Linked DNA regions of Zea mays: regions 2 and 3 are each linked to region 1. The links are chromatin contacts, called in public Hi-C maps. All regions are on one chromosome and are shown on one strand. The core of a region is the stretch at or near the end of the contact, and the rest is flanking DNA. Distances in the headings are between cores, read along the strand shown. Region 1 holds the start of LOC541990 (Glutathione transferase III(b)). Region 2 has its middle 73 kb from the start of LOC118476813. Region 3 has its middle 83 kb from the start of LOC100284002.

Region 1 (4,957 bases), core at 703-3,202:
TGCAAAAAAAACACTAAAGGGGCTAAAATGCAAAAAAGTTGGCTAGGCGGCGCCTAGGCGGGTAAGACGAGTAAGGCGGCTAGTTTTGCCCGAGCGTACGTCTAGGCGACGCCTTAAGAACATTATTTGGTCGTTTATACCAATTTAATCTAACTCTGGATTAGTATGAATTGAAATTAAATCCATGTCACAAAATAATATAAGCCTACTCCATTTTTTTATTCTTATTCGGTTAAATTCATCGTAGATTATAACCTAAGGGTTTAGAAATTTTTTAAATTATGAAAGACATGGATTTTATCCATAGGTTATTAGGTATAGAACAAATCTTTATAAGGATATTGCACGAGTTTAAATTAGAATGTATGGATCAAAAAATAACTAGTTTTGAGAGATACATGAATTAAATGATGGATTTAATCCCACCATAGAATTAGATATGGGATATAAATTCATCCAAGAGGAAGGCCTTAACTGTAACCCAAACCCAACAGGTGAGTCGTAGGAACGGGCCTTGCGGTTGTGGGCCGAAAATTTTGTTGTTGTTCGAATCAACAGTCACGTCGCTCAGGAAGAAGGGAATTACGGTGAAGAAAACGCGTCCATCCAATCCAAGCTTCACAAAAAGATCAGCACTAGTAGGATATGCAAAGACCAACCAAAAGGCAATGAACACACACGAAAGCAACAGTGTTTATTACACAGGCTGTTAACACATGGCGCAGCAGCAAATGCAAGACAGGATGCTGCCTCTTTTATTCGACTCGGGGCTCCGACGCATCCGCGACCCAGGCAACGGCGCAACGCAAGGCGAGGTCAAGCCGAGGAGGAGGGCGGCGGGGGCAAGGGGATGGCGGCGACGGTCTTCTGGAACGCGGGGCGGGCGACGATGGCCTCCCACCAGGCCTTGACGTGGGGGCGGGCGGCGACGAGCCCGGCCTTGGGGGTCTTGCTGAGGTAGAGCAGGTAGGACGCGTGGTTGGCGTCGGCGAGCGTGAACTCGTCCCCGGCGAGGTACTTGTTGCGGGCGAGGTGCGCCTCGTACACGTCGAGCACCTTGGCGAGCTGCTCCGCGTGCTTGTCCACCACCGCCGCGTCGGGGGCGCCGCCCAGGAGCGGCCTCACGAGCAGCTGGAACACCAGCGGCGACGCGTTCGGGTAGAAGTGGTGCGACTCCACCTCTAGCCACACCTCCAGCTTCGCCGCCGACGCCGTCGCGGGGAGCAGGTCCGTGCCCTCCGACGCGTACTTGCTGGCGATGTACCGGTTGATCGCACGGGACTCTGCAACGCGAGATTGCGGTTCTTACACGACACGACAGCTATTGAGTTCTTAGGACAGTTCAGCACAGAAATCCGAGTGGTCAACACAACAGGGATAAGGTTCATTTTTTTAAAAAAAAAAATTGAAAAAAAAATCCAGAGATTACTGCTCCTAGATCTGGATCTAGATCTCGTACGTTATTTAATTTCATAACAATAATCAACCGCGACGAAGAATTATTATCAGTAAAAACAGAGGCGGGGGAGTTTACCGAAGAGGACTTCGTCTCCGTCGACGAGAGCCGGGATCTGGCCGAAAGGCTGTTCGGACGAAAGAGGGAGCCACACAGATCAGGCGCAAGCTAAATTAGCAGAGAGAGAGGAAAGACGCATGAACATGACGCACGTTGAGGGCGAGGAAGTCGGGCTGCTTGTGGGCGCCGGTGGTGAGGTCGACGGGGACGATCTCGAAGTCGAGGCCCTTCTCGTTGAGCACGGTGGCCACGCGCACCACGTTGGGGGACAGCGGCATCCCGTACAGCTTCAGAGGCGCCATCCCTGCTGCTGCTGCTTGGTCAAGTCTCTCGCACGCGTCCAGGCCGCAGTGGATAGGAGTAGAGTGGGAGCGAGTTTCCTTGCCCTCCGTTATCTTCTTCCTTCCTTATTATAGCAGCTGCCAGCTGACGAAGGAGGCGGACGGGCGGGGGCGACAGGGGCAGCCGCGATATATTTAATTGCGCCACCGCAATTTCTAATAAAATGGCGCAAATTGCCGTTGCATTGCATCTCCATGAGGCGGAAGGTAGAAAGGAAATCTGCCTTGGAAATCGAGATGCCGATGGGTTCTCATGTTAAAAATCGGCGCATAGATTACCAGATCTGTTTTCCTGTAGTGTCCCGAAAAGGAGACCCGAAACGAAGCTGCCTTGACGGACGCACGTTATAAATGGAGACGCCAATGGGTTTATCGTGTTAAAAATCGCATTGCCATGTCGATTTCTGATCAAGAAGGCTACGTGTACAAGTTATGTAAGGACCATATTTGGTTTTGTAATTGAGCGATATCCTAGACTAACTGGCAAGATGCTTGCTATGTTTTCTTTTTATATTTAAGTATAGAATGTAAAATATAGACACGTTTCTAGTCCTCCGCAGAGAATTCTGAAGCAGTATATGTATACTGAATCACCCGATTCACCCCGAGATGCAAGGCCAGCAGCGGTGGGGGTAGGTGCAAGGCGTTACGGGCATGGACATTGAGTCATCAGGTCAAGGATAACAAATAAAAGAACGGACGACGTGTGCTGTGTGGTGAAGCGACGAACCGCCAGCCGTGTGGTGGTGGTTGGGGGCTTGGGAGAGCGGATGCGGATGATGATTCGCATGAAGACGAAACATTACTATTATAAGGATCACAGCGCAACCAACCAATCAAACACAAGGACAGAATAGTTAGGCATACCGACAATATTTTATCCTAAAAGGCAAGGGCAAAAAAAAAATACAACGCTAGCCTAACTTATTCACCACGCTAAGACAACATTATTAGGCTACTTTATTTTATTCATGAAATAAATAACGATGCATTCTACTACGTTCGTCTGCAGACGGGTGATTTAGGCCTTCCGCAGAACAAACAGCAGAGCCAACAAGAAATATATATTTACAAATAAACTATTATTATTTTTGCTAAACCCACGAGTCAACGAAGGCACACAAAGATAATGTACAATCCTGGTACCGCGGTAGTGGGCATGAATAGATTGAGGGTGATGCTGACAGTATGTTGCGTTGCTACGGACTAGTGACTACGGTTGATCCGACGGTTTCAGGAAACTGTAGCAATCCAGCTGCAGCATTTCTCCTCCGTTGACTGGATCAAACCGGCATCTGTAGAAGCTGCAAAACCATTGGGGGGAAAGAAGAAATATTTAGATTTAGCTACAGCGCTTATTGTTGTAGAGAGCGAATGTTATGTTCCATGTTATCACCTTCCATCCATGCCAACGACTGCCACAGTATTCTTCTCATGTCCAAATGCAACAATATAGTGTTCACCCTCCTGCAGCCTGAATTGGGCTACTGACCATTCAGAGTGAAAATATTTTGGCAGCACACCTTCCATTGATGGAAAATAAACAATGAAACAAAGCCTGGTTAGAAAGGCAAACAGAAAAAGCAAGCCTGGTTATAAAGGCAAACAGAAACAGCAAGGAGCCCCTTCCATTTTCAGATGGTATCATCCCATGTGACTAGGATATATACTAGAGTAGAGACCATAACTCAACAGTCAGTGTTCGATTCTAAGCTTCCAGCAAGACAATACTCTTTTTTTTTTACATGTCTCATTAGATTTGTCCTAAGTCAAATATCTCTATCTTTAACCATCGATTAAAAAATTGTAGAGGTTAATTTATTATTTATGTTATTAGATCCACTACGAGAAATATTTCCATAATATATAATTTACATGTCGTGGAACTATATGGATTTACCAAAATTGATGGTCAGAATTACAAATGTTTGACTTAGGACAAACCTAATAAGACGAGAGAGAAATCGGAGGGAGTATATCAATAATAGTAAAATATGGACACGTTCAATTCTAAACAAGTGATCTAGGAAAACACTCTGTATTCTTGTAACAATTTGGAATTTGTTAAAATGGGAAATGCAACATATACTGAACCTTTTAAGGTTTATTGTCCAACAAACTAACTCCCAAAGTACAATGTGTAAACTTAGGGAAGACATTTAAGACAAATCACAACTAATAATGAGCTTGTATATTTTGAAACAGAACTTTTCAGGCCTATAAATACCATTTACAGTAAAACCAGGATAGATAGGGAACTTACCCTTAATGAATGAAAGAGAGGGCCTTATGTGAGGAACTTCAGGATCCGGAGAAGGCATAGGCTTGTCATTTGCAGTTGATCCCACATTTATCTTTAAGTTGAAGACATGTATTGTTCCTTTATCACTGGAGACAGCCAAATACTGCAAATCATTCGAGAAAGCCAAGCTATATATTTCTGCTCTATCAGCACCTCTCCTTACCTACAATAGAAGAAAGCAGACACAATTAGTAACCATATCCTCGATAAAAAGTAAGATATTGTAATGTTAAGACTTCCTCACATAATACATTTGTCAAAAGCTTGGGCGGAAGCAAACCCAAAAAGAACGAATAAATCAATGAGCAACAAAGGTTGGTAATAGCTACGCATAGAGATCCATAAGCAGGAATCTTGATCAAGATCAGTCAGAATCAGAACTCAGAAACACCTCACAGTATAAGTTTATATTTTTTTGTTCAAATCTAAATATATTACAAAAACAGGTAGAAGTCAGATCACTCCTCTATTGTAAGTATCACTAAGGGTGTCCCTCATGAGTGTTGAGAATGGGGCAGTTGTGCAGTAGTCATTCAAGAGCTTGCATGCATCACTTTTTTTCTAAAATAGTTCGACCAATTGCAAAACAGCTCCAGATGCCACAATAGAGTCCTCTTCAAGAAAAAACACCTCATCCTCACCATGCTGCAGACGCCACTTTGTGCTTCCCTTGCACACTAGCAAATTGTCCCCCAGCCATCTCCTTCTATTTGTACTTTCTATTCATTTTTAAATACATCCACCTCTTTCACCTCCACTCCAATCATTCCCCCTATTCAGCTCCCCCTTTATACTTTA
Region 2 (4,957 bases), core at 778-3,277, 220 kb before region 1:
TCGGGGTACAGGGCGAGTTCAACCGGGGTCCAAGGAAAGTTCAACCGGGGTTTTTTTCTGGACCTCACTGGTCAAAACCGGTTGAACCGGTCCTAGGGGAGGTTCAACCGGCGTCAGGGTCACCTGACCGGTCTGACCTCCTGACTGGCAGACTGACTGCCAGTCTGACCCGCAGGCGGTTGAACCGGCCCTAGGGGCAGTTCAACCGGTGTCAGGACCTGTTTTTGCAGTCTGACCTGCAGTCTGCCAGTCTGACTGTCAGCCTACCCCAGGCGGTTGAACCGGTCCTAGGGCGGTTCAACCGGTCCTCCACAGCCAAAATCAGTCCAATGGCTAGTTTTGAAGCCCCACCTATATATACTCACTCCTACCTCTCTCCCCACACAAGAGCACGACCCAAACTCCATTTCTAACTTGAAGAACACCTCCCACTCTCTCTCACACATCTCTTGCCTCTCCCATTTCAAATCTTTGGAGAGAAATCTTTGAGTGAGTTTGAGAGCTGCAGTTTTTGTGCTTCATCTCCAAATCTCTCTTGCTCTTCTTCATTCGAGCTTTGGTACTACATCGAGTTGTTTGTGGATTCATTACTCTTGGAGCTTCTAGCTCCTACACGACTAGGTGTCTCTTGTGAGTCTCCAAATCTTGTGGAAGACCATAAGAAAGTTTGTATTACCCACTCGTTTGAGCAAAGATTATTGTGTGGGATTGACCTTTGTAGTCGGCGAAGGGAGGATTAGGGTTGAAAGAGACCCGGCTCTTTTTGGGCGCCTCAACGAGGAAGTAGGGCACCTTTTGTGGTGTGACCGAACCTCGGGATAATTCTTGTGTCTCTTGTGTTCTTGTTCATTGTGTTTGTTTGTGTTCTTCGTTCTCTCACCATTCCGTGAAAGATTTGTTTATATCTTTTTGGTGTGTGGATTTTGAGAAGTGTCGTTCTCAGATCTACTACTTTGAACCCTGTGGATCATTTAGAACATCTCATTTCCAAAGTTAACTAGGTGAATTTCGAGATCAATTCAGTTTTACCCAGTTTGCTTCTAGTTTTTGTTGAAAAAGTTTTAACTTGCCTATTCACCCCCCTCTAGGCAACTTTCAGGTTTCTATTTTTATACAGATCCAAAAATTATGGCAAAAATCGTGGGAGTTTCCATTGCATGTGCGCAAATTACGAACATCATAAATCAAGGAATTGTCTTTCCAATGTGCATGCAGTAAACTGATATACGAACTTCGTGTTTAAGCATAAAATCGTACAGTTTTTGGCGTAAATAATACATGTGGTAGGCATAAAACACAATAATCGAAAAGAAAACTGCGCCGGATCGGAGGATGTCACGCGCGATCATCGCTGCGCGCATCTCGGGCCTTTCGTGACGCCGCTCGCTCGAATATCGTGCCTTATGCGTCGCCGTCGCTACTCGCACGTCGATGGGCATCGCTTGCTCGCCGGCCTTGGAAGTGCCGCCTCCTCGGGACCTCGGGGACGCCGCCGCTTGCCTGCACAAGGGCCCCGCTGTCGCTCGCCCTCTGGATCGGGGAGCCGCCGCCACTACTCCGGATCGAGGAACCTCCGCCACCGCGCATCGAGGTCATGGAGTTGCGGCCACTGGGTGGGGATCCACCGCCGCGCACGCTCTGAGGCAACCGCCGTCGTCGCACGCGGCGTCGCTAATGAATCGGGGTGGAGCGTAAAAAACTGAACCATAGCACTCCGGGGCCTGTTTTATAGACGTCCGAATGTGGTCCGGCTCGACCGGATTACACCGTCCGACCTAGCCTTCCTCTAGTTATTGAAAGCATAGGGCTCCTAATATATAAACTATATATATATATATATATATATATGGTTCCATTTTCTTTTCTAGTAGAGCTAGCATTTTTTTGTGAGAAAAAATGGCGATCGAAGTCCTCGGGCTTAGTAATTGGTTCGATGCGATCGAAGGAATTTTGGGCTTTGGGCTGCCAAACGGCCTGGGCTGGTTCGCACAGCTTTGAACGGAAGAAGACTAGCGACCGGTTTTCAAGACATGTATGGCGGTGCTTCAATGCTGGACGCCGATGACGACCGGGTGTGCGAGTGAGATAGAGAGGCGATAAGGATTCGGTGATTTTTATCTCTCTCCGCTCGTCTTAGAAAAAATGTAACCTCATCCCCTCGGTCGGCGCATCGATCCATCACGTTATTATTCGCATGGAAATTCGACCATATATATTCACCCTTTTTTCCCGTTGGGGAAAAAAGGCTGCCGTATTCCGGCCCAACCAGTTGTTCTCCATCTCCGCATCGGTTCCGGATCCACCACAAGCCGCAGCAGCGTACGGGGATTTATGCTCTCTTTTTCTATTTAATCACCGGTAGTGGTGATATACGAGAAACTTTATATATATGATTTATTCTTTTTGGGCATGCACGGTCTTTTTTTTTCTTTCTGATCATGGATTTATTTCGTGCAATCGTCATACGACCGAATTATCAAAAATCGTATAGAATTTATTTAAAACTCTATAGAAGTATATTATTATTTCCTCTACCAACATATTACATTTCAGGTTCTAATTACTCTCAAGTTAGAAGATAACTTCTGTAAAAGAGAAATTTCTTTCCACCTGCCACCATTGCAAGCAGGGTCATGCCGCTGATGACGATCTCGCGACTTAGAACTAATCATGAGTCACGGGCCGATCCGACCAATCCAACTTGATCTGAACATATTAAGGGGGTGTTTAGCTTTTAGGGACTAATATTTAGTCCCATCATTTTATTCCATTTTAATCTATAAATTGTTAAATATAGAAACTAAAATAGAATTTTAGTTTCTATATTTAGCATTTTTGGAACTAAAATGGAATAAAATGTAGGGACTAAAAATTAGTCCATAGAAACCAAACACCCCCTAAATTTTCTACACTTTGTATGCTACTTGGGAGTGCTTGGTATTCTTAAGGAGGACGCATAGAGCTCCTTTTATAGCCCAAAGAGCCCCCATAGCCGTTGCCCATTCATTCAAAAACTTGCTGAAAATTTGCTTGCTGCGTGGGCACCCGACTGGTCCCATGCGCCATCGAACTGGGTCCTTTAGCCCTCAATTCAGGGTCTAACTGGAGCCTTTCCATAGCTGATGGGCTCCAAACCGGTCTGGTGCGACTTCGGACCGGGTGCCAGCTCGCCGTTGGCCAGCACACGCCGACACGAAGTAGCCGTTGGAGGTCGGTCCGGTACACCACCGAACCGTGAACAAAGAATGTTCGGTGATTTATAAAAATAAAACCCGAGACATCACTCTTAATGTACGGAGGTGGTATAGTGCACCAGGCTGCCTGAAGCCTCATGCTGGCCCCACTGCTCAGTCGGTCAGATGCGCCACTGGACTCCTTCTGTAGACGGTCTGATGCACCCACAACCTGCAATCAGTGTTCGGCTAGGCGACGGTTAGGCGCGCCTAGGCGCTAATCGGTGGGCTGCCGCGTAGCCTAGGGCGTTGTGCGGTGTTTAGGCGGGCGCATCGCCTAGGCGGCGCTCAGCCGCGCCTCCGCGGCGACTTTGCGGCGCGCAGGCGCCGAAGGCGGGCGCGTAGCCGGGCGGCGGGAGCGCGCGGCTATTTTTTAGCGGAAGCGCGCAACGATTTTTAGCGGGAGCGCGCGCCGGGCCGTCCTGCTCCCGCGCGGGAAAATCCACACGCTGCTCCCGCTCGGCCTCCCTCCTCCCCACGCTAATCCACACGCCATTTTTAGCGGAAGCGTGCGCCGGAGGAAGTTCAGCCGCCGGCCTCCCTCCTCCCCGCCGGCCCTGCTTCCTGCCAGTGCCAGTGCTGGAGGAAGTTCAGCCGCTGCACCCCTCCCCGCCGGCCACCCCACTCCCCAAGGTGAGTTCTCCTCCCCCGCCGGCTGCTCCCCTCCCTGCTCATCCCCCTCCACCAGCCGCTCCCCTGCTAACTTGGCCTCCCCTGCTTTCCTCCCCTGCTTTTAGCCTCTAGAGCCTGCGGTGTACAAGAGAAAGGATAATAGCCTGCGGTGTACAAGTGAAAGGATTAAGGATGTCATCAGAAACTGCAGCTGCACCTTCTGAAACTGAAGTAGCTAGAGTGAATCTCCTAAAAAGAAATTCAGATGATGTTGGATGGGAATATGGTGTTCTTGTTGATGCTAACAACAAAGACAAGGTGAAGTGTAAGTTCTGTGACAAGGAGATGAGGGGAGGGATTTATAGGTTGAAGGAGCATCTTGCCCATGTGAAAGGGAAATGTGCCTTTGGGCCATTTCTAAGTATTTTGGTGATTGAGTGTCAACACAAGTGCTTAAATGTGAATCAATGCCCATGGATGAACAAAGTGCAAATCTAGAGCAAAGGTATGTTTCTAAGTCTTAGTACATTGGTTTTGTGTACTAATATACTTGTCTAAGTATCAGAAACAGGAAGAAGAGAAAAAGAGAAAAGTTGGCTGTGTACAGCCAAGAGGCTATTTCGGTCTGGGGCACCGGACTGTCCGGTGGTGCACCGGACAGTGTCCGGTGCGCCAGGCTGCCTCGGCCGAAGAGGCCGCTCTCGGGAATTTGCTGACGGCGTACGGCTAAAATTCACCGGACTGTCCGGTGTGCACCGGACTGTCCGGTGAGCCAACGGTCGGCCGGGCCAACGGTCGGTCGCGCGATCTGCGCGGGACACGTGGCCGAGCCAACGGTCGGAAGGGGGCACCGGACTGTCCGGTGCGCCAACGGCTCCTGCATATGCAACGGTCGACTGCGCTGTTTAAGGAAGGAAATCGGGCACCGGACACTGTCCGGTGTGCACCGGACTGTCCGGTGCGCCCGACGACAGAAGGCAAAGATGGCCTTCCAGATTTGTTCTCAACGGCTCCTAGCTGCCTTGGGGCTATAAAAGGGACCCCTAGGCGCATGGAGGAGAATACCAAGCAACCTTAGAGCATTCTTGATCATCCACACTCAGTCTTTGCGC
Region 3 (4,957 bases), core at 1,731-4,230, 180 kb before region 1:
GCCATTGGGCGTGTAATGGCGTTCAAGTCGCAGTACAACATGAGTCTAGACACATTCGATTGCTTGTTGATGGTTATTGACAGCCTGCTTCCGGAGGATCACGTTCTGCCAAAGAGCATGTACGAGGCACAAAAACTCCTTCGTGCACTTAAGATGACATATAAGCAGATACATGCTTGTCCGAAGGGCTGCGTGCTATTTAGGAAAAAAATACGCGGAGGCAAAGTACTGTCCGAAGTGTAAATCGTCTAGGTTCATGGAGGTAGACTCTGGTGATGGACAGAAGAGGCAACTCAACATCCCCTTGACAATCCTACGACTGTCCGAAGTACTGTACAAAGAAGCATTGGACAGAAGAGCAGATACATGTTTTTGTATGCAGGATTTCTTTAGATGCGAGGCTGGATACGAGGCTAGGGCGAATGTGGTGGCCACCACGAGCTGTAAGAAGCTCGTTGTGGACATGCACTATGAGGCACAAATCTAGGCCATCGTCAGCTACCACAACTCCGTTCTTGGGGAGAAGGTGACCAAGCAGCAAGCCCGAACTATGTCGTTGACCAGGGTCCAGTACCTGCAGGTAAATACAACACTTAAATATACAACACTTTATTTTTTTCCTTAATTTTATCTTCTGATATGCAGTGTACGTGTTTACTTTTTAGATGATTCCATATTGGTGCGCCACACATCCTCTGTGCTGGGAGCAGATGGTGGATAGGTGGTGCTCGCCTGAGTGGGACGAGGCACACAACGCTAGCCGGGAATGGCTTCTGATGATGCAAGGTCCCTCCCACCACCAAGGCAGTCGCAGCCTAGGCCAATACGTAGAAGCATTGATACACCCTCTTTTTTATTTAGGTATATAATAGTGGATTAGATATTATTTCTAACTATCTCATTGGGTTTCTTGCAGTCGGCGTCACATGGTGGCCAGTCTTGCTCCATCTTCTCGGCATATGCTATGGCCCACAAGGGCAAGGCGCTACAACCTGGATGACGGGCCTGAGGCATACAACAACCCCGCCGTCTACAGCCGCCTTCATGACTACACCACCATGGCATAGGAGGTCCATGGCCCAGAATACGATCCGAGGACCGAGCAGATCGACCCCGATGTCCTCATGAGGGTTGAAGGAGGCAAGAGACATGGGCGGTACTGGATTGCCAATGGGGCAATCGACTCGTCGTCCACTCCCACTCTGTCTCAGGTGCGAGCAAGGAGCACGGGCTCGAGTCCAGCCGTACGACCTTGGCAGGACATCTCACATCATCACATACAACAACTCGAGGTTAGTGCTTCTGTAAGTCGTCATTCCTTGAGTTATATACCTTCTATTTGAGTTACTATAACATTGGCTTGGAATACTATAGACCCAGCTAGAAACAGAGAGGAGGGAACGTCAGGAGATGGAGGCGAGGATGATGGCGGAGCGGGAGGCCCGCCAGGTAGATTAGCAGAGGATGGCCGAGATGTTCCAGTACATGCAGAGCCTTGGCGCCGCACAGGGTTTCGCTCCACCACCTCCATTGTTCCCTACAGTTGACCCTGCTCTGTTCCATACTCCTATGAGTATCAAAATTGTAGTTAGATGTTGGTAATGCATCTGGTGTAACATATGCAATCTTTTCTCTGTGCAGGGACAATCTGGGGCGGCATCCAACAACCCTCATGGATCGCCCAGCCCATCGCCGCACTAGTCCAGCCGCCCACCGCGATGAGATATTATCTTTCTTAGTGTTGTTGTTCTTTAGACTTATGTTCTTAGATGTTGGTATTGCTTTGTGAGATACTTGAGACTTATGTTCTTGAGTGTTGGATACTTATGTTTATGTCCGAACATGTTGGTAATGCTGTGAGAACTTGTTTGATTTATGGTGTTTGTGAGATATGTGATGTATATGTTATATCTGTGATGATTATGTGATATCTGTGAGGTATTTGTGATATCTTTTGTTTGTTTGGATGAAATAGCAAAAACAAATTAAAATGTGTATACTAACACTCGGCAAAGAGGTAATTTGCCGAGTGTCAGAGCCATAGCACTCGGCAGAGAAGCAACACCTGGACACCGGTAAAGCTTCTTTGCGGAGTGTTGTGGCCCTGGCACTAGGCAAAAAAGCAAGCTTTGCCGAGTGCCACCTAGAGCACTCGGCAAAGAAGCCGACAAAGGGCTCGCGGATAGACCCTTTGTCGAGTGCAGGCTGGTAGACACTCGGCAAAGGTAATTAACTTCTTTGCCGAGTGTCACCTAGAACACTCGGCAAAGGCGCCGTCTCCGTTACCCGGCATCGTGACGGCCGCTTTTTTTTGCCGAGTAGGCGAGTACCGAGTGGCACTCGGCAAAGACTTTGCCGAGTGCCCGATAAAAAGTATTCGACAAAGAAGTCGTTGCCGATATACTATTCGTCGAAATCTTTTTGCCGAGTGTCACACTCGGCAAATGCTTTGCCGAGTGTTTCAGACACTCGGCAAAGCGCTCGATTCCGATAGTGATGTAATGTATTTGAACTGCTAAATGTTGTTAGTGGACTTGTGATAACATTTGTTCCATTTTTTTGTTCAATCGCTGTGACCTAAGCGTGCTTTTATTTGCCAAAAATGTCAAACTGAGCGGATTAAAAGAAGGGTTTAAATTTTGATTTGACCTGTCTGCTCTTTCTAGTTTAGGTCGATAAATCGCGAACTTCGGCCTGACCGGTTTTTGAAGCCCACCGACTTGATGAACCCTGGCCTCAACAACCTCCTACGTGATAACGAAGAAAAGGAGTTAATGGATAACGCGCGAGGAAGCGTTGGGCCATATGTACATGGATGGGTCTGTCCCTGTCGTGCTGGTACCTCTCGTCTCAGCGTGCCAGAGCAGCATATGGTACAGTACGTGTGATCTGTGACATGACGCGCTACACATCCAGCCAGCGAGGGGGCTCGCTCGCGGCGACCGGCCGGGCGCAAGGACGAGGACCACCGCGCCCTGCCCTGCTCTGCTTCATCCGCCTAGCATATGCGCCCCGGCCTAGATGGAGAGTGGTGACCACGCACACGTCCAGAGACACTGCGCCGCGATTAAATTCGGCGACGGCGACTGGTCGAGGTCCTGCCAGCTGTCACGTCAGCGAGGGCGCGGTCACCCGGGGCCCGGGATGCACGGTAGTGGTACTATGATCCCACGGACGACCTCCGATCCGCCGCCCGCGTGTGGCCATCAATGCTCGCCTGGTTCGCCATCGACGCCGACGCCGGCGGGCGCGCGGTCTCCGTCCAGGGTCGCTGATCGGGGCCGGGGTGGTCGGCGTGCACACTGCCACACGGCACCAGAGCGTCGGGTCGCGTGCTGTGCGCGGCTTGCCTTGCCGGCTTGCCGCTAGCGCGCCGTGCTGTGCATGTCATGCATGCGGCATGCCATGCATGGACCGATGAGGGTCTGGCACTGGCAGGGGCGGTTCAGTACTGCTACAGCTACTACGGCCGCCGGCCTCTCTGTCCATTAGGGGGGTTTTGACGTCACTTACGTAGGTGGTGTAGATCGGTACGTGTATAATTGACGTCACAGAGCTCCATCGATCGCGATTTGCATGGGCATGGGACCGCATGCGTGGACCACTGTACCGCTATTGATCAAGAAAGAGGAAATGCCACCCCTTTATGGAAAGAGCACATAACCTAAATTTGTTCGGTGATCTATGTTACGCAGATAGACTTGTTTTACCACCTGATCGACTTGAACAGCTTAATAGAGGAGACAATTGATAGTGGTGTAATACTGTAATGGATGTCACTAGTACACATAAACTATATAGTGCTGGTTCTAAATCTATTTGCATTGTCGGTTTTCCGTACCGTCAGTGATAGGGGCTAGTACAAATCGATATTTTCACTGATGACTATTTTAGAACCGGCAGTGGAAATGATGACAATTTTTTTAAAACAACCGACAATAGAAATACTAATTCCACTGGCGATTTTCTTAACGAACTGTCGGTGGAAATAACATTCATTAGCCGCCAGTGGTACTTTTTCCGTCTTTTTTTTTCAAATTTTCAAACAAAACTGACTTTGATATACATTTGCAAAAACACACGTGCACGTGTGTATAGATAATTAAAGCAACATAGAATTAAATTCTATCATAGATTTATGTTCATCAAAGTTTTGTGTTTACAACCATATATGCATCACACATTCTACACATCAAAGTTTTCACTTAAGCTCTAATAACTATCTCGGCTAAGATTTAGTCTATTAATTTTTGTTAGTATTCTAAACTATGGTCTAGCTAAGGTACCGGTAGCATCATGATATTTTCCTTCACAGGGAATGACCTCTCAATATGAATGTGCATAGACCCTCAATTATGTTGCACAATGCACATTCGGTCATGTGCTCTGTCTTTCCTCGTTGAAATTTTTGTAAAGGAAGTTTATAAACATCAATATTTACACTCGATAATACATTTGTATCTTTAATGACATAAATACATACATGACTATTACTAATAATACCTTTGTCAGGGTTCGTGATGTATCGCCTGTTCTTTCTCATGATACATGACTATTACTAATAATACCTTTGTCAGGGTTCGTGATGTATCGCCCGTTCTTTCTCATGAACTCGCACACATAGAACCCATAGAGCATCGATCCGGTGGTTTCTTGTAGCACTATATAACATGAGATTGGTTCTTTAGTTGCAACATTGTCCTATGTACGTACATGTATGATGTGTATTCATAAATTCACATACTACTGGCCATTTATGATTGATTTGTAGAGGCACGATTTTTTTCGATGCATTGTACTTTCCACCTTGCATCTTAGCTTATAGAATCTAAAAGCCCCATGATCTCAAATAGAATCATCATGATTCTGTCCTCGGGTTATGTGTACATGCCAAAATCCAGTCTTTTCTGACCACATTTACATATTATTAATTTTTTTTTCACTAGAAACTCATGTA

The links. A called contact is a pair of places that touch in the nucleus more often than the background predicts.
Region 2: a Hi-C map of leaf shows a contact between it and region 1, with 7 times the contacts expected there. The contact joins the enhancer-like site here to the promoter of LOC541990 in region 1. A contact is called at or near these places in 4 of 25 Hi-C or Micro-C datasets (bundle sheath, ear and leaf).
Region 3: a contact with region 1 is called in a Hi-C map of tassel, with 4 times the contacts expected there. The contact joins the enhancer-like site here to the promoter of LOC541990 in region 1. A contact is called at or near these places in 5 of 25 Hi-C or Micro-C datasets (ear, leaf and tassel) and 1 of 3 datasets of contacts at active chromatin or transcription factors (leaf).

What each region holds. Positions count from the first base shown.
Region 1 is chr3:157,121,601-157,126,557 of Zm-B73-REFERENCE-NAM-5.0, reverse strand. It overlaps LOC541990 (Glutathione transferase III(b)), which reads right to left and starts at 1,952. Exons shown (of 3, transcript NM_001111641.2): 1 at 1,669-1,952; 2 at 1,535-1,583; 3 at 390-1,283. The coding sequence starts at 1,818. The coding sequence ends at 817. It overlaps LOC100272812 (WD repeat-containing protein domain phosphoinositide-interacting protein 3), which reads right to left. Exons shown (of 4, transcript NM_001147265.2): 2 at 4,121-4,322; 3 at 3,254-3,380; 4 at 2,699-3,161. The coding sequence ends at 3,071.
Region 2 is chr3:157,342,266-157,347,222 of Zm-B73-REFERENCE-NAM-5.0, reverse strand. No RefSeq gene overlaps it. Among protein-coding and RNA genes, the nearest start is that of LOC118476813, 73 kb to the left of the region's middle. Within about 2 kb of position 2,027, at least 11 of the 20 cell types and tissues checked have an H3K27ac peak or open chromatin away from gene starts, as enhancers often do. A contact at or near this core is called in bundle sheath, ear and leaf, where this site is marked.
Region 3 is chr3:157,306,819-157,311,775 of Zm-B73-REFERENCE-NAM-5.0, reverse strand. No RefSeq gene overlaps it. Among protein-coding and RNA genes, the nearest start is that of LOC100284002, 83 kb to the right of the region's middle. Within about 2 kb of position 2,980, at least 17 of the 20 cell types and tissues checked have an H3K27ac peak or open chromatin away from gene starts, as enhancers often do. A contact at or near this core is called in ear, leaf and tassel, where this site is marked.